Regions from separate parts of the Mus musculus genome. Here region 1 is linked to region 2. A link is a contact called in public HiChIP or PLAC-seq data. All regions are on one chromosome and are shown on one strand. The core of a region is the stretch at or near the end of the contact, and the rest is flanking DNA. Distances in the headings are between cores, read along the strand shown. Region 1 overlaps Gm33591 (a long non-coding RNA gene). Region 2 holds the start of Wdr86 (WD repeat domain 86).

Region 1 (3,873 bases), core at 192-2,691, 46 kb before region 2:
TGACTGATGGCCACACACACCTCTCTGCAGGGGGCTACGGGAGTCTGTAGCTGTGACAGGAGCCAGGGGCCCAGAGGGCGTGGCCAAACAACCCGCTGTCCCTTAGGGTCACCAGGATTCAAGGCCTGTGCTCTACCGGAGACCAGGCTGTCTGTGCACAGTTCACCGCCCCACCAGTGCCATTCTTCAACCACAGGAACAAATCCCTGTGTTCTTCTCAGGCTGGCCTTTCAGGAGAATGGGTTTACACAAGAAGATAATGGGAGGGCTGTGGAGATGGCTCAGTGGTTAAGAGCTTCCAGGGGACCTGGGTTCGATTCCTAGCACCCACATGGTGGCTCACAACCATCTGTAACTCTAGCCCCAGGGCTTCCACATCCTTCCTCTTTCTAGTTTTTACGGGCACCTGGTGAGCACACATATACCTCAGGCAAACATTCAATATGTTTTACTGACATGTGAGCTCTTATTAGGGAGACTCATAAAAACAGAGTGAATATTTCTAAGGTGTGTATGGAGGCTTAAGAGATAAGCGTTGTCTTAACCAGGTCTGTACAGAGACCCTGTCCTGACTTTAGGTCCCTTGCTGAGACAGTTTGCTGTGTGGTCCTGTGCTTACTGTATACAGCCCAGGCTGGCTTTGAATTCTCATTGTCCTGCCTCAGCCTGCAAGAGCTGGGTCTTCTTGTACTTGGGATGTAGGCTGCCTGCTCCACCCATGGCTCTCTACCTCCAGAGAGCATGACTGACAGCCTAAGGCCAGCCTGGACACACTCCGAGAACAGTGTCCTCAAAAAGAGCACCGAGTCACCCACAAGGAAGCTGCATTCTTCTTCTAAGAAACAGAATCCAGTGCCCACAGGTCCCTGCTGGGTTTGTTGGAACGTGTCTTTAATGTACAGCAGCACGAGGCAGGAGAGAGGGGAAATTGTGTGGCCATAGGAAGGGATTGGGGCCGCCAGGACTGGAGTCTGGTGGAGGTCTCCCGACAGCTGAGAAGCAAGAATTCCAGCACCTTTAACATTTCCTGAAGGCTGCTAACAGAGACAACATTCCTTTCAGAGAGAGGGAGAGAGGGAGAGAAGGAGAGAGGGAGAGAGGGAGAGAGGGAGAGAGGGAGAGAGGGAGAGAGGGAGAGAGGGAGAGAGGTCTAAGACAGCAGTGAACCTGCCCGTATACCAAGGCCTAAAGAAACTTGATTACTACCTCAAGACTCACAATTAGTATCTTTGTCCTCCCCAGCTATAAACCTGCAATTTTCTAGGAACCTTACAAGAAGAGCCATTTACTGTAAAAGGCATGTCTTAACACTTCAGCTAACCTTTCAGAGTCATGGTTTTCCCTTATCAGATTGTAACCATAAACAAAGCCTGTGTGGGAGGAGCTGCCCTAGAACCTCACTGTGGTAAAGGTGGGAAGGAGGAGGTGGGGAGGCTCCCTTAGAAACCTTTCAACTGAGCTCTTACTCACTAAGAGACGAGCAGAGAGGGGAGCTGGGCTCCCAGCAGCCACACCAGCTGGCTCACAAACGCCTGTAACCCCAGCTCCAGAGGATCTGACGCCCTCTTCTGGCCTCCGTGGGCACTGCACTCACACCTGCACAAAGTCATCTGGGTTAAGGTGTACTATAAAACTTCCAGGCTACAGAGCTGGCTCAGGACAAAGCTCTTACCTGTGGGATAGTGGTTAATACTGTCAACTGGATAGGATCTAAACTCACTTGGGAGACAAGCCTCTGGGCAGACCTGGGAGAGACTGTCTTGATTATGAAAGGAAATAAAACTTGAGACCTGTGATTCATGTAATGTATGTCAAATAGCCCAAAGAGTTGTTTGTGAGCTTTGAAACCTGGGGCTGAGAACATAGCAGAACAGACCAGGACATGCCCGGGCAGGCCCATCACCTCTCTATCTCCCACCCCTCTGACCTAAGTTAAATGTTAACAGGCTGCTGATGTTTAACTGGACCAATCATGTGAAACCGCGCCAATTCCTCCCCCAGCCCCACTCCTTTTCTATAAAAACCTTCCAAGCCTCATGGTCGAACCCACTGTCTCCTGTGTGAGATACGTTTCGACCCGGAGCCATTAAAATACCTCGTGTTGTTACATCAAGGTGTTGTGTTCTATTCATGATTCTTGGGTGCACGCCGAATCGGGAGTTGAGTGGGGGTTTCCCCACTAGGTTCTTTCATTTGGAGGCCCCAGTGAGATCTGCGTGACACCCAGGAACCCCGAAGGACCCCTTGGAGGTGCGTTTGTTTGTGTGAGCTTTGTATGTTGTCTGTTGTCTAAGTGTCTAAAGTGTGGCACTGCTGAATTTGTGTCTTAGTTTTTCAGTTCTGAGATTGTGGGTTTGAGCCCCACCTGTGTTACCAGTTCTGGTATTCTGTATTCTGGCAGCTGCCACTGTGGACCGTAAGGACCCTAGTGGCTGTGGGAAGACGACAGTCTATTTCCCCACAGGCTGCACCCCTGGAAGACATTCCGAGGGAGACCCTGGAGTGCCCGGGGTATGGAACAGTCAGGAGTACCTGGCTGTTGCCTGGCAGAGTGAAGAAGAGTGAGTGCTCTTCCTGCCAGAGGAGTGAACGTGGAATCCCACTCTGTCAGAGGTAGCGTTTGGCTGGTTGTATAAGTCCAGACACGGACGAGTGTGTTTGGATGTCTTAGTGTTTTCCGTCTTTGTTAGTGTGTTGTGTTTATTCTTATTCTTCACTATGGGACAGACCGTGTCTACTCCTTTATCTTTGACTAAGGACCATTGGACAGACGTTAGGGCTAGAGGACGAAATTTGTCAGTAATAGTAAAGAAAAGCCATAGATGACTTTCTGTTCCTCAAAATGGCCTGTTTTTGGAGTAGGTTGGCCACCAGAAGGAACTTTTTACTTACCCACCATAAGGGCCGTAAAGGCCATTGTTTTTCAGGAAGGGCCAGGGTCACATCCAGACCAGCAACCGTACATCACGGTATGGGAGGACTTGGCACGCTACCCACCCCCGTGGGTTCACCCATTCCTCCCACCTCTCCACCCTGGCACCAAGATCCTAGCCATCGGAGAAAATGGTGAGAAAGGGAAACCAAAACCATCGCTCGCTCGGGGGAGATGATGATCGCAGCAAACCAGTGACAAAACCCCCCAAGATCTATCCAGAGATTGAAGAACCCCCTGAGTGGCCCAACACCCCTCAACCCCCATTGTATGCTCCCCACCCCCAACCTTAAGCTCCCTCGGGACCCCTGCCTCAGGCCCTGGCCGGAGGAGGGGGCCCCTCCACAGGAACAAGGAGCCGGCGAGGAGTCGCCCCTGAGGGGCCTGCGGATTCAACCGTGGCGCTCTCCCTCAGGGCTATTGGGGCTCCCCCTGCTGATCCGAATAGTCTACAGCCCCTACAGTATTGGCCTTTTTCCTCTTCTGACCTCTATAACTGGAAAGCTAATCACCCCCCTTTTTCAGAGAACCCTGCAGGACTCACTGGGTTGTTTAAATCATTAATGTATTCACACCAGCCAACCTGGGATGACTGCCAGCAGCTTCTGCAGACTCTATTCACAACCGAGGAGAGAGAGAGGATTCTCCTCGAGGCTCCGAAAAACGTCCGAGACGAGGCTGGGCGCCCTGTCCAAACTCCAGCTGAGATAGATGAAGGATTCCTGCTAACCCGGCCCCGATGGGATTATAATACGGCACCAGGTAGGGAACGACTGTCCAATTATCTCCGGGCCCTAGTGGCGGGTCTCAGAGGTGCTGCTCGGCAGCCCACGAACCTGGCTAAGGTAAGAGAGGTTATGCAGAGAGCGACTGAGCCCCCCCTCAGTCTTCCTCAAAAGGCTCATGGAGGCTTATAGGAGATATACCCCATTCGACCCCAC
Region 2 (3,857 bases), core at 115-2,614:
AGGGACCCCCTACTCCTGCCGCTGCATTATATTCATAACACATACCACGTGACCCCTTGGAAATGTAGCTGCCCTACCTGACCCACTGCTGGCCAAGCTCTTCGAGGCTGTGAATGTGTTCATGCCACCTAGTCCTGGCTGTTCCCTAAAATCTTTTACAAGTCTTCCTCCTGAGAATGCAGGTCCCTGCATCCTCTGGCTCCTCTCTAGGTGAGCAGTCTCAGTTTCCTTATCCCACACCTCAGCATGCAGGACGCTTGCTCTAGGGTGCCCACTGCTCACACACTCCTACTCCCGCTGAGCTCTCCTGTGCAGCCAGCTACCCACCAGTCTTCGCACCGGGATGATGCAAATGCCTTCTAAAGGTCAGCGTACCAGATGAACTCAGGATGGGCCCTTAGTGGGCACTCTGGCTCCTGAGTCCTCTACCCTTCCTGTACTCACCAGCTCCACATTCCAGATCCCATCAAAACACTCCTTAACACCCTCAGCTGGCTCCTCAGTGTCTCCTAAGCTGATTGAGAGTTTGGAGAAAGAAAAAAGCCCATGTATTTGGTTGCGCCACTGCCACTCGGGGAATGAAGCCGGCTGTGCCGCGGGACCCATTCTGGGGTTTTCTTGGAATTGAATGGGGTCATCCAGAGTGATTAAGGCAGGTCATCACATCACCCCGAGGGCCGCCTCCTCTAAACCATCTCTTTCCAGCCTTTCTTTCTGGACTCCAAAAAGAGCCCTGGAGGGTTCGAGAAACTCTGCGATCTTTAGGACCTGGAGGATCAGAGTTGGGGGTCACCCTCCCCGCCCCCAGCAAAGTCAGCACCCGGAACTGCTCTAATAGGAACCAGCCGACTGAGCTCCGGGAGGGCTGCGGGCTGGGTATAGGATTCCTGCAGAGCTCAGTGGGACCTCAAAGGCGCGCGCCCAGCTGGGGGTGGGGTGGTGATGGGTGGAAGGGCGAACCTGACCTCTGGTCTTACCTCCAACCCCCAACGGCCAGGATCCAGCCTGGCCCAAGTAGAATTTGGGGTGTGCTTGTTATTTCCCAGAAAGGGCGTACTCGGGGTTCCGCAGCTTCTGCCCTTCATCGGGGGTCTCCTAAGACTCCAGACTCTTCGGTCCACCTCCTTCTTGCCTTGGGCTCTGGGGACAAGGTCAGCGAGAGTGACAGGGAACAGAATCCAGCCTAGGCAGTTGGAAGGGTCGTACATGAAGCACGTGGAAACGGTCCCCAACGAGGGACCCGGATAGCTTCTAAGTTCTGTTCCCGGAGGACGACCAGGGAGTCTTGGGGTGGGGGTTGGCGCGCGGCCCGAAAAGTGGGAGGGGACAGGTTGGGGGGTGGTCTCTGAGGAGGAGCCAGGCTGGATTGTATTGTTCCGCGCTCCGCTTCTCGGGTTCTTCTACCGGCTTCAGACCTGGTGGGCTCCTCTGCGCAGAAGCGCCCACCCCTCCTGAGCCCCGAGAAGGTTCTGAGTAGGGGAGGTCTCACCTGGGTCCTTGCATCGGAGCTGAGAGAGCGGAGGACACCGGTGGAGAGTCATAATCCTTGTTCCCCGCCGCACCTCGAGCCTTTGCAGGAACGAGGCGCTCTCCCACCCCCCACGATGGCCATTGCCTGGCCGAGCCCGGCCAGGACCACGAGCGGACGCTGGAGCGCCGCTCTCTAGCCGGGCTCAGCGCCTCTTTACCCCAGGCCAGCGATGGGGAGCAGCGGGTCGGCTCTGAGGGTCTGTGCGGACCACCGCGGGGGCATCAACTGGCTGAGCCTGAGCCCCGACGGGCAGCGCCTGCTGACGGGCAGCGAGGACGGCACAGCCCGCCTCTGGAGCACCGTGGACGGCCAGTGCTGCGCGCTCCTTCAAGGTAGATGGGCGCGCGTGCTCGCGACCTTTCCCGCCTCTTCACGCTCACCTGCACCGCACCCAGACCTCACTCTTCCGGGCCCCGCAGCCCCCTTCTGGAAGAGTAGGGCTCTAGCTCCTGCTCATCCAGGAGCTCCCCCAGCCCTTGAGCTCTTGGCGGGAAGCCGTGAGGAGCCCGAGTGTGTGGGTCGCACCAAAGCGCGCACCCCAATGAAAGATCCTTTTGTCAACCAGTCCCATGAAATCCTTACACGGAACCGGTGTTACCATGTTAGGGACTTGCCCAGGGCTGAAGGGCACCCTTGAGACTTGAACCCCCACTCCTCCCCACCCCCAAGCTCCTTGTTGGCCTCATTTCAAGTATGGCCAGAAGAAAGAGGATTGGTTCAAACTTCTGGGGAATAGGGAAGTCTATCTTGCATATTTGAAATGAAACGAGAACTATCATGCACGGAAATGCATAATGTGTCTTTCGTATCCACCTGTTGATTCATATTCTGTTCACTCTGGCCAGCCTTGTCTTGGGTGCTCCCACCCTGCATTATGGGGTGCCCCTGGCCGGCTGCTGGCCTTTGCAGTCGCACATGCGGACTAGAGGAGGCATGCCAAGGTTTTTGCACAGGTACCGCTCCTTATCTTCAGCTTTTCCTCCCTGATCAGCAAATGCTGGGTGGCCTGGCCCAAGCCCTTCCAGTGAAACAGTTACCTTCAAAACTGCTTCATTCCTACGCTATCAGTTTGAAGTGAAAACAGTATAAGGTAGTTCATGGCTCCAAAGGGAGGAACATTGAATTGACAGGTATTTGGGAGCTGGTGTGAAGATGGGGAATTGGCTACAAAGTGGTCCATATTCTAACCTCCACACACAACCAGTGTTCACTGACAGGCCTCACACAGGAGGAGAGCTGTTAGCTTAAGTAAAATATGTTGCTTCCCAAGGAAAGACTGTCTGGGGTTTTCAGGAGTTCGGGTTCTTAGGGCTAGCTCTAAGGATTCTCCCAAGGAGAACCTTAGAATTGGCCGTTTGTTTGATTTTGGTTTCTTTTTCTTTTTCTTTTTTTTTTTTTTTTTTTGGTTTTTCGAGACAGGGTTTCTCTGTGTAGTCCTGGCTGACCTGGAACTCACTTTGTAGACCAGGCTGGCCTCGAACTCACTTTGTAGACCAGGCTGGCCTCGAACTCAGAAATCCACCTGCCTCTGCCTCCCAAGTGCTGGGATTACAGGTGTGCGCCGCCACCGCCCGGCTTGATTTTGGTTTCTTAAGACAGAGTTCCTATCACCCTCAGGTCTCAAACTCACTGTCTTAGCCAGGGTTACCGATGCTACAATTAAGCATCCACAGCCAAATGCAAGCTTGGGAGGAAACTTTTATCACTAAAGGTAGTCAGGACTGGAACTCAAACAGAGCAGGAACCTGGAGGCAGGAGCTGATGCAGAGGCCACGAAGGGTGCTGCTTACTGGCTTGCTTATTATGGCTTGCTCAACCTGCTTTCTTATAGCACCCAGGACCTCCAGCCCAGGATGGCACCTCCCAAAATAGTCTGGGCCCTCCCCCATCAATCACTAATTAAGAAAATGTCCTCCAAGTGTTCCGACAGCTCAATCTTATGGATGGATTTTCTTAACTGAGGTTCCTGAGGTGACTCTGGCTTGTGTTGAGTTGACATAAAGCCACCCAGCACACTCAACATTGCGCCCGTGAACTGATCCTCCTGACTCCACCTCCCAAAAGCCTGAGATTAGATGTGCTACACCATGTAGGCTTGGTTGGTGTTTCCAGTTGATGTTCACCACAACCAGCCTGTGGAGCCTTATGCCCGAGACTCCCCTGTAACCCTGTTTGTCAAGGAGGCTTCTCTCCAGAAAAAGTCTAGACTTTCCAGACTGGTTCTGGCCCAGGGGCTCATCCCAGTGCAGCTCTGTTGTCCTGTCAAGTTTCCAGGGTCACCCTTGCACCCAGCTCTGGCTGGCACCTAGCATCCCTCACAGCTGTG

What was found. HiChIP or PLAC-seq counts read pairs in DNA pulled down with a chosen protein or histone mark.
Region 1: an H3K27ac HiChIP or PLAC-seq map of extraembryonic endoderm stem cells shows a contact between it and region 2. The contact joins the enhancer-like site here to the promoter of Wdr86 in region 2. A contact is called at or near these places in 1 of 15 datasets of contacts at CTCF or cohesin (CD8 T cells), 4 of 484 Hi-C or Micro-C datasets (natural killer cells, neurons, stem cell-derived neural progenitor cells and 1 more), 6 of 115 datasets of contacts at active chromatin or transcription factors (the HL-1 cell line, embryonic stem cells, extraembryonic endoderm stem cells and 2 more) and 2 of 9 other capture datasets (adipose tissue and pancreatic islet).

What each region holds. Positions count from the first base shown.
Region 1 is chr5:24,774,524-24,778,396 of GRCm38.p6, reverse strand. All of the region lies in intron 1 of Gm33591 (a long non-coding RNA gene), which reads right to left. Among named protein-coding and RNA genes, the nearest start is that of Crygn, 19 kb to the right of the region's middle. Within about 2 kb of position 1,441, at least 51 of the 459 cell types and tissues checked have an H3K27ac peak or open chromatin away from gene starts, as enhancers often do. A contact at or near this core is called in CD8 T cells, extraembryonic endoderm stem cells, natural killer cells and 1 more, where this site is marked.
Region 2 is chr5:24,728,187-24,732,043 of GRCm38.p6, reverse strand. It overlaps Wdr86 (WD repeat domain 86), which reads left to right and starts at 1,364. Exons shown (of 6, transcript NM_001081441.1): 1 at 1,364-1,863. The coding sequence starts at 1,701. It overlaps Gm42231 (a long non-coding RNA gene), which reads right to left and starts at 1,054. Exons shown (of 2, transcript XR_880885.3): 1 at 978-1,054. RefSeq lists an enhancer at 201-1,490.